Regions from separate parts of the Salmo salar genome. Here region 2 is linked to region 1. A link is a contact called in public Hi-C data. All regions are on one chromosome and are shown on one strand. The core of a region is the stretch at or near the end of the contact, and the rest is flanking DNA. Distances in the headings are between cores, read along the strand shown. Region 1 holds the start of LOC106583167 (class E basic helix-loop-helix protein 40). Region 2 overlaps LOC106583165 (inositol 1,4,5-trisphosphate receptor type 1).

Region 1 (4,651 bases), core at 1,357-3,856:
TTGTTGAGCCATCATCAAGTGAATGGAGCAGCCCAATTGTCATTGTCCCAAAGAAGGATGTCTCTTTGTGTGTCTGCATGGACTTTCGATAGGTGAATGCCATCTCCCAGTTTGATGCCTACCCCATGCCCTGCATTGATGACTTACTGGAGAGAATATGTAGAGCTCATTACATCACCACATTGGATCTCTGCAAAGGGTACTGGCATGTGCCCCTGAACTAACTATCCAAGGCCAACACTGCCTTCTGGACGCCAGTGGTCCTGTTCCAGTTCAAGGTTATGCCGTTTGGCCTTCATGGGGCCCCTGTGACTTTCCAGAGGCTGATGGACAAGGTCCTTCAGGACTGTGACGATTGCTGTGCTGCCTACTTAGATGACGTGGTGATCTACAGCCACTCCTGGGAGGAGCACATACAACATCTTAGCAGAGTAGTGGGGAAGATTCATGATGCGGGCCTCACGCTTAACCTCCTGAAGTATGAGTGTGCGAAACAGGAGACAAAGTACCTGGGTTACCAGCTGGGTAAGGGTGAAGTTCGGGCCTCAGGTGGACAAAGTGGAGTCCATCAGGAACAGCCCTCAACCCAGAACAAAGACACAGGTGAAGTCCTTCCTAGGTCTGGCAGGGTGGTACCGGAGATTCATTCCCCAGTTCTCGACCATCGCGGTTCCTCTGACCAACCTCACTTCAAAGGTAGCCAGCAACCCTGTGAAGTGGACTGAGGAGTGTGAGGAAGCGTTCATAATGCTGAAAAAACATGTGTGCTCATCCTCTGTTGTCCAGAGCCGTGATTTTCAGAAGAGGTTCCTCAAACAGGTGGATGCTTCGGCTGTGGGAATTGGAGCTGTACTGGCCCAAGGGGAGCCAGGAGCAGAGCTCCTTGTGCTGTACCTGAGTCAGAAGCTCTTGCCCAGGGAAACCAAGTATTTGACCATCGAGAAGGAATGGCTGGCTATAAAGTGGGCACTAGATAGCCTCCGGTACTACCTTCTCGGGAGAGAATTTGACCTGCACACGGACCACACAGCCCGGACCTGGATCCAGACCATGATGACCGGAATTGTCACTTGACCAGGTGGTATCTGGAGCTCCAGACCTTCCGGTTCTTTGTCTTTCTAAAGGTAGGAAAATAAAATGTCACAACGTACTACCTATTCTGTCTCCAGAACATGGTCTTTTCAGGAGAGGAGGAAGGTAATGTGACGCAGCACACAAGTAGTTTACAAATGCATGGGGGGCCCAGCATGCCTCGAGCTCTTGATGTGAGCGCTACTTGGAGAGGGCAAGAAGGCCGACAAGCCAGCCTTTGGGAATCTTGCTCCAGTCAAATTGGGCAAACTCTGCTCTATCTCCACTCCGCTCACATACTCTGGTAGAGAGAGCTCATTTACTGGCAGTTGTAGACTCGTCAGGGAGCTCGCTCATTTGCCTCTCTTGCACAGTCTCTTCCTCTTTCAAGTCCTGGGGAATAGGGCCTGGTCCGAAATGAGCAGTACATCCACAGCTGCCAACTTGTTGAAGTAGAAATCTTCATTCAAATCAAGGTTAGTGATCGCTGTTCTGATGTCCAGGAGCTGTTCGGAAATGACAGTGGAAATATCATGAACATAAAAGTTAAGATCAGCATAGAAAAACTCACAAAATAGCTAAATTGGTCAGGAGGCCGTAAGACGGAAGCTATCTACTGCAGCGCCATCTTCATATCTACAATTAATATAGTTTATTTGTCAAGGATAGCACAAGGTTAGGTTAAGACATCCACCAGGTTAGCTGACTAAACTCAACTCCACAATTTACGATGGAGTTGAGTGGTAACAAGTGTGGACGGATTAGAGCTCTGAATTTTTGAATTACTGATTTCAGCACCCAAAGAATAGCCTGCAATTACACATGACATTGTTCTGTGTAATTGCTGGGTAATCTTTGGGTGCTAAAATCTGTCGTTTTTGATTTTAAAAAAACCTTTATTTTGTGTGAAGTTGGAGATCCAGTCAGCCCACGCTAGTCGTTGCTCAAATCCATCCTAAATCGTGTTGAGTTTAGTTTAGTCAGCATCCACCAGGTAGGCCTACATGTCAATACCCGTATTATAAAGTCCTACAACATAGGGCTATTAACTTATCACAGTGGTTAGAGTTAAATAATATAATCATTTATTGTATTTACAAATGACATGATTTTGCTTATTGGCATAGGCCTACACTTACGATTAAATTATGTTGTGTATGAGGCAAAAGGTGAATGAGTCCCATGAACAATATAAGGATTGGGATAAGATAATATCACATTTAACTCCCCATTCTATCAATTCATCGATATTATAAAGGTTGTCCAATATTTGCTAAATTATCCCCATATCAATATTACTGATGTCTTGTTAGTAGTGGTACCTGCGGAGCAGTTTTGGTGAGAAGCGTAGCTCTGTGTTGTAAACTGTGACCTGTCTACATGCTCCTTAGCGGTGGCGCGTATAGTGGTTACCATACAGTTGAGCATGGTGGTACACGAGACCCGGGACTCAGTCCTCCGGTGTGACGTAGAACCGACGTCCGCCCCCCGATCCTCCTTATCAGTAGAAAATGGGCAGTCCCTCCACCGAGGAGACAGCGGCGTCCAAAACGTGACTCATGTGACAGAGGTAGGTCACTCTTCTAGCGAGAGTAAGAGGGGTTTATTTAACACGGAGCTCTAGTGTCCTCCCCCACTTTCCCAACGCGCAACCAAGATTAGTGCATCTTCATGGCTACCTCTTGACTGACTTCGTGGAGACCTCCGGGACAATTTACTCCCATTCTGCGACAAATATAATAATAACAACAATTGAAATATAAAGGAAAATACATTTTCTCTAGATATTGTTAATCTCGAGTTAGTAGGAATACTGAACGATTTTTGTGAAAGAATTTAAGGACGATTTACTTGTATTAAATTTCATATGCATCCTTGAGTGAATACATTGTAAAAACAAGCTTGCCCTTTCGTGATTAGTTTGGAGTAGGCCTAAAGATAATGCAAATGGAAAGGATTCAAAGGGCGCAACCCCCTCCCAAGTACCAGCAGGCTGAGCTGTCTGACATGCAAGGGTAAGTTGCTGAGAAAGATACTTGTGCAATGGCCATGCTTGTCCTGTGCCTCTACATAGTGTCACACATTTGTCTCTCTTGACTTTGAGTGCGCAACTTCACCAAACTCACATCTCATTGACTGTCTTCTGCCTTTCTTTAGGATGGATTTCCCTATATATGTATACAAATCCCGTCGGGGAATGAAACGAGCAGAGGAGTGCAAGGTTGGTAGAAATATTTGTGTTTATTCACTTTATTCACTGTATTTTCATATGAAATAATACTTTTGAATGTAATATTATTACAATAAGAATATTATGATTATACAATATTATTTAAACTAAACATTGTTTTAAGTCATTCAGTTGGCCTGATCATGCGGTGACCCGTTTTCCCATCTGATGTAATGCTTGAAGTCCATGTTAGTGTTGACAGGGCTGCTTGTCAAATTGCTGTAGGTGTTCGGTAACCTCAATATGACTCCACCTAACCTACTTTCACACTCCTGCCTTTAGGAAAACTACAAACTACCTCATCGACTTATTGAGAAGAAAAGGCGAGACAGGATAAACGAGTGCATCGCTCAGTTGAAAGATTTATTGCCTGAGCACCTGAAACTTACAGTAAGTTCCTATTTATCTGGAAGTAGCATAGTAATAACTAATTCACTGCTTGTAGATGTTAGCTAAGGCGCCGTTAAGTGGTTGCTTTATGGTACTTCAGGTTTTGGTATCGGCGTGACTAACAGTTGATGTATAAAATCATTTAAATCAATGAAAGTAAATACTTAAAACTAATTCTGAAATGATGCAAATTTCCTTAGATCAGTATTTTTATGATTCAGGTAGTGATATCTGATATATTATCAAATGTAGTTATTGTTGTTGTTGTGCCTCCAGGTTTGTGTGTGTGCTGCTGAGTGTGTGTGTTACATAAGAGTGGAGCCCCTATGACAGTAGTGTGTGTTATTCTGTAGACTCTTGGCCATCTGGAGAAGGCTGTGGTTTTGGAGCTCACGCTCAAGCATGTGAAAGCCCTCACCACTCTACTGGAAAACCAGCAGCAGAAAATCCTCGCTCTGCAGAATGGCATGCAAATCGGTGAGAAGAAACATACACACACACACACCCACAATAAGATGATTCTGCAGAAGGGCATACAAATCAGTGAATTTAAATATAGATTGTCGTCTCTTGCCTTGACTAGTTTCCATTTGGATGCAGACAACATCCTCACTAATTCTCAAATGCAGCACAGTGCATTTCTCATCTATTGCATTATAATAACATGTTACCGGAATAAGAAACTGAGACAGAATAACTCATACGTTTAGAATGAATGTGGTTGAATATAAGGGGAAATTTTACCCATAATAAGATTTATTACTTATGAGAATTTCCCCAAATGTGATGAGAGTAGAGTGGTAGTTTCCATAATAATGCATTGTGGTAGTTCTGTATTTGACATTGTTGTTCCTTCCTGTCTACAGAGCAGTCCTCTCCCAGCCAGGAGAACAGTGAGGAGATGTTCCGCTCAGGCTTCCACGTCTGTGCCCAGGAGGTTTTACAGTACCTGGCCAACCA
Region 2 (4,651 bases), core at 891-3,390, 120 kb before region 1:
CCCTGCCTGCTGCCTCGATTCCCAGAGGAACCAACCCGGGCACTGACAAGCACTGTGACCTCTGCGGCCACAGATGGTGCACGAGCGGGAACCCCCTCCGGTCTCCCTGCGCACCGACCATCTTGAAACAATTCCATATGTCAGGTTAGCACCAGCATCATAGCATATGTATCGGTGAATCGCTGTGACATATGAAATAGGATTGATTAGTGTAATCAATGTTTAATAACTGTGTAAAAAAAAAGTAATGAAAGTGTTAAGTGAATTACAATCCTATCCAGGTCTACAAGCTTATTTGACTCGTCAAATAGTATTCTTTTTTTATTAATTTAACCCTTATTTTACCTGGTAAGTTGACAGAACACATTCTCATTCACAGCAACGACCTGGGGAATAGTTACAGGGAAGCTGGTGATGATTAGATGACCATGATGGTATGAGGACCTCTACTCTTACAATAAGTGCCATGGGATCTTTAGTGACCACAGAGAGTCAGGACACCTGTTTAACGTCCCATCCGAAAGGCAGCACCCTACACAGGGCAATGTCCCCAATCACTGCCCTGGGCATTGGGATATTTTTTTTAGACCAGAGGAAAGGGTGTCTTTTCTAAAGTATTACATGTTTGCTAAGGTACACATGACATGAGTGCTTTGAAGACTGTATTTATCTGTTGTCTGAATAAAGTCGATATATGTTCCCTTATGTTGTGGTGTTTCGTTGTTCACAATGGTACAGCAGCAGCCTGTATCCTCCCTATGCTAACCAATCTAACCCTCCTCTCTTCTCTTTCAGCTCAGGTCCTTTAATGATGAAATGGATATGCCGGAGGTTGTTCCTCTTTTTCTTCTACTTCTCGATCCCTCTTTCACTTGTTCTGTCAATGTGCCTTTTCCTCTTAAATGTAGCTCTGTGGTTGTGTCTGGATGTGGTGGTGATACGTGTCTGTAGGTAGTACGCCTGGGCTTGTAGTGGTAGTTCTGGTTTGCTTTCTCTCTCACCTGCTCTCTCTCACCCTCCCATTCAGTAAGTAAATCTAAGTGTGTGTGTGCATTAGCCAATAGTGTTGTGCTGTTCCAGAGTCCCATGCTGGTAGGGCAGGCTGTCAGTGTGTTTGGACATACCCAGTCTCTCTAAGGCACCTTTGATGGCGGTGGAGGAACTTATCATGAGGGTCCTCAGTTGCTCACGAGTCGTACCCACTTGCAATATGTGCAATTATACACATTTTAGAGAACACATTGCATTTTAAAGCAAGTTTGCGGCAATTCTACACATTTTGCCATGGGGCAGAGAGAAGATTTTGCAATATTATAACACATTTTATGCATTTATACACATTTCCTGCAATTCTACACATTTTGCCATAGGGTGGAGAGAAATGTTTGCAGTTTTTAATGTGCTATCTGAGTGAGACTGACTAACAAAACCAATATTTTGCTGACATGGGCTGATTGAGTGACTATCAGTGACTGACATAAGAGAAAAACTGCTGGTGCGCCACCCAATTTTGAAGTTGCACCTTGTGTGTTCTACTATTCTAACTCGCAACAGTAAGTTGAGTTGTTTTAATGTATTTTTTATAGAGCCTTCAAAAGGGCTGTGGAATGTGTGTACATGGTTCCTTCAGGAACATCCCTCCCTATTTCACCAGAAGGATGAAGGGAGCTTTCAGGAGGAGCTTTAGTCAATGATACTGCAGCAGGACCAGGAGTATTTCCTATTCAGGAAGAACTGTGCAGTGAAATGTTGTTTTACAGGATCAGCCATAGTAGTACGGCGCTCCTGGAGCAAATTAGAGTTAAGTGCCTTGTTCAAGGACACAAATCAACAGATGTTTCACCTTGACTACTCAGGTATTTGAACCAGCAACCTTTCGGGTACTGGCCCAACGCTCTAAGCGCTAGGCTACCTGCTGTCATAAGAGGAGAGTGTAATATAACTTCTGATACTGTCTGTTTGACCTATAACATGAATTTTGGACCAGTAATGTTGGCTTCTCATATGTGTGCCATTTATTTACCTTCTTTTCGCAATTTCCTGATTTTAAGTTTTCCTTTCTCTCCATTCTCTACCTTTTCAGTGTCTTCCTCATTCTACGTGAGGTCTGGGCTTTCCCCAGGGTGTCAGTAGGGGGCACTGTGACGGTATATCTAGGACTAGGAAGGTGTGTGTGTGTGCGGCTGTGTCCTAGTTTTCCCTGCCTGCAAGTTGCATGATTCCTGGGCCACTGCCAGCGCTGGGGCGATGGTTACATAACGACCGGGCCGGCTTTTTTTATTTTTCCTGGAACTCAGCCTGCCTCTCTCTATACCTCTCCCTGCCTCTCCCTTTGCCTGGAACTCAGCCTGCCTCTCTCTATACCTCTCCCTGCCTCTCCCTTTCCCTGGAACTCAGCCTGCCTCTCTCTATACCTCTCCCTGCCTCTCCCTTTCCCTGGAACTCAGCCTGCCTCTCTCTGTACCTCTCCCTGCTTCTCTCCCTTTCCCTGGAACTCAGCCTGCCTCTCTCTATACTTCTCCCTGCCTCCCTCTCACTGGAACCCAGCCTGCATCTCTCTATACCTCTCTCTGCCTCTCTCTCCCTCTCCCTGGAACCTAGCCTGCATCTCTCTCTATACCTCTCCTTGCCTCCCTCTCCCTGGAACCCAGCCTGCATCTCTTTCCATACCTCTCCCTGCCTCTCTCCCTCTCCCTGGAACCCAGCCTGCCTCTCTCTATGCCTCTCTCCCTTTCCCTGGAACCCAGCCTTCCTCTCTCTATACCTCGCCCTGACTCTCTCTCCCTGGAACCCAGCCTGCCTCTCTCTATGCCTCTCTCCCTTTCCCTGGAACCCAGCCTTCCTCTCTCTATACCTCGCCCTGACTCTCTCTCCCTGGAACCCAGCCTGCATCTCTCTCCATACCTCTCCCTGCCTCTCTCCCTTTCCCTGGAACCCAGCCTTCCTCTCTCTATACCTTGCCCTGACTCTCTCTCCCTGGAACCCAGCCTGCATCTCTCTCCATACCTCTCCCTGCCTCTCTCCCTTTCCCTGGAACCCAGCCTGCACCTGTCTTTATACCTCTCTCTCCTTGGAACCCAGCCTGCATCTCCCTCTATACCTCTCTCCCTGCCTCCCTCTCCCTGGAACCCAGCCTACATCTCTCTCTATACCTCTCTCTCTCTCTGCCTACCTCTCCCTGGAAACCAGCCTGCCCCTTTCCCTGGAACCCAGCCTACATCTCTCTCTATACCTCTCTCTCTCTCTGCCTACCTCTCCCTGGAAACCAGCCTGCCCCTTTCCCTGGAACCCAGCCTACATCTCTCTCTATACCTCTCTCTCTCTCTGCCTACCTCTCCCTGGAAACCAGCCTGCCCCTTTCCCTGGAACCCAGCCTGCGTCTCTCTCTATACCTCTCTCTCTCTCTCTGCCTACCTCTCCCTGGAAACCAGCCTGCCCCTTTCCCTGGAACCCAGCCTACATCTCTCTCTATACCTCTCTCTCTCGCTCTGCCTACCTCTCCCTGGAAACCAGCCTGCCCCTTTCCCTGGAACCCAGCCTACATCTCTCTCTATACCTCTCTCTCTCTCTGCCTACCTCTCCCTGGAAACCAGCCTGCCCCTTTCCCTGGAACCCAGCCTGCGTCTCTCTCTCTCTACCGCTCTCCCCTCCCTCCACTGATGTGTGACCTTCAGAAGTAATAGCCATTAAAAGTACGGAGGAGTTGTTGTCCCAGAGACACTGGCTTTGCCTTTGCAGGAGGGACATATAGGGGGTACAGGGTCGGAGGCTATAGGGGGTGCAGGGTCGGAGGCTATAGGGGGTGCAGGGTCGGAGGCTATAGGGGGTGCAGGGTCGGAGGCTATAGGGGGTGCAGGGTCGGAGGCTATAGGGGGTGCAGGGTCGGAGGCTATAGGGGGTGCAGGGTCGGAGGCTATAGGGGGTGCAGGGTCGGAGGCTATAGGGGGTGCAGGGTCGGAGGCTATAGGGGGTGCAGGGTCGGAGGCTATAAGGGGGGTACAGGATAGCTATCTACAGCCTTCCCTATCCACACCTGTTAAGTGCCCCTCCCTCCCTCCTTGCCGCCATCTCTGATGTAATAACAAGGCGGTATGGAGGAAAGCAAGCCAGACAACCTCGCCCACTCTACCTTCTCTAGCCAACGTTTCTCCCTCTTTCTCCCTGATTCCTCCTCTCTCTCCTTCCTTTTTCCTTCCATCTCTTAGCTCCTTTCAAATGTCATTCAAAACATCCCACCTTTCTCTCTCTTCATTTTCTCTTTCCCCTTTTCTCTTTTCCTCTCTCACACGTACAGTCCTGCAGACTCACACTGTGTCTGTAGTCTAAGTGGAGTTGTTAGTGTTCTTTCTGTGGCGTGATAGTGTTGTTTCTGTGGCGTGATAGTGTTGTTTCTGTGGCGTGATAGTGTTGTTTCTGTGGCGTGATAGTGTTGTTTCTGTGGCGTGAGAGTGTTGTTTCTGTGGCGTGATAGTGTTGTTTCTGTGGCGTGATAGTGTTGTTTCTGTGGCGTGTTAGTGTTGTTTCTGTGGCGTGTTAGTGTTGTTTCTGTGGCGTGATAGTGTTGTTTCTGTGGCGTGATAGTGTTGTTTCTGTGGCGTGATAGTGTTGTTTCTGTGGCGTGTTAGTGTTGTTTCTGTGGCGTGTTAGTGTT

What was found. A called contact is a pair of places that touch in the nucleus more often than the background predicts.
Region 2: a contact with region 1 is called in a Hi-C map of gill, with 5 times the contacts expected there. The contact joins the enhancer-like site here to the promoter of LOC106583167 in region 1. A contact is called at or near these places in 2 of 3 Hi-C or Micro-C datasets (gill and muscle).

The regions. Positions count from the first base shown.
Region 1 is chrssa22:32,252,518-32,257,168 of Ssal_v3.1, reverse strand. It overlaps LOC106583167 (class E basic helix-loop-helix protein 40), which reads left to right and starts at 2,606. Exons shown (of 5, transcript XM_014167033.2): 1 at 2,606-3,086; 2 at 3,229-3,292; 3 at 3,584-3,691; 4 at 4,045-4,168; 5 at 4,558-4,651. The coding sequence starts at 3,013.
Region 2 is chrssa22:32,369,085-32,373,735 of Ssal_v3.1, reverse strand. The region is part of intron 38 of LOC106583165 (inositol 1,4,5-trisphosphate receptor type 1); the gene reads left to right. Among protein-coding and RNA genes, the nearest start is that of LOC123729709, 32 kb to the right of the region's middle. Within about 2 kb of position 2,140, at least 3 of the 13 cell types and tissues checked have an H3K27ac peak or open chromatin away from gene starts, as enhancers often do. A contact at or near this core is called in gill, where this site is marked.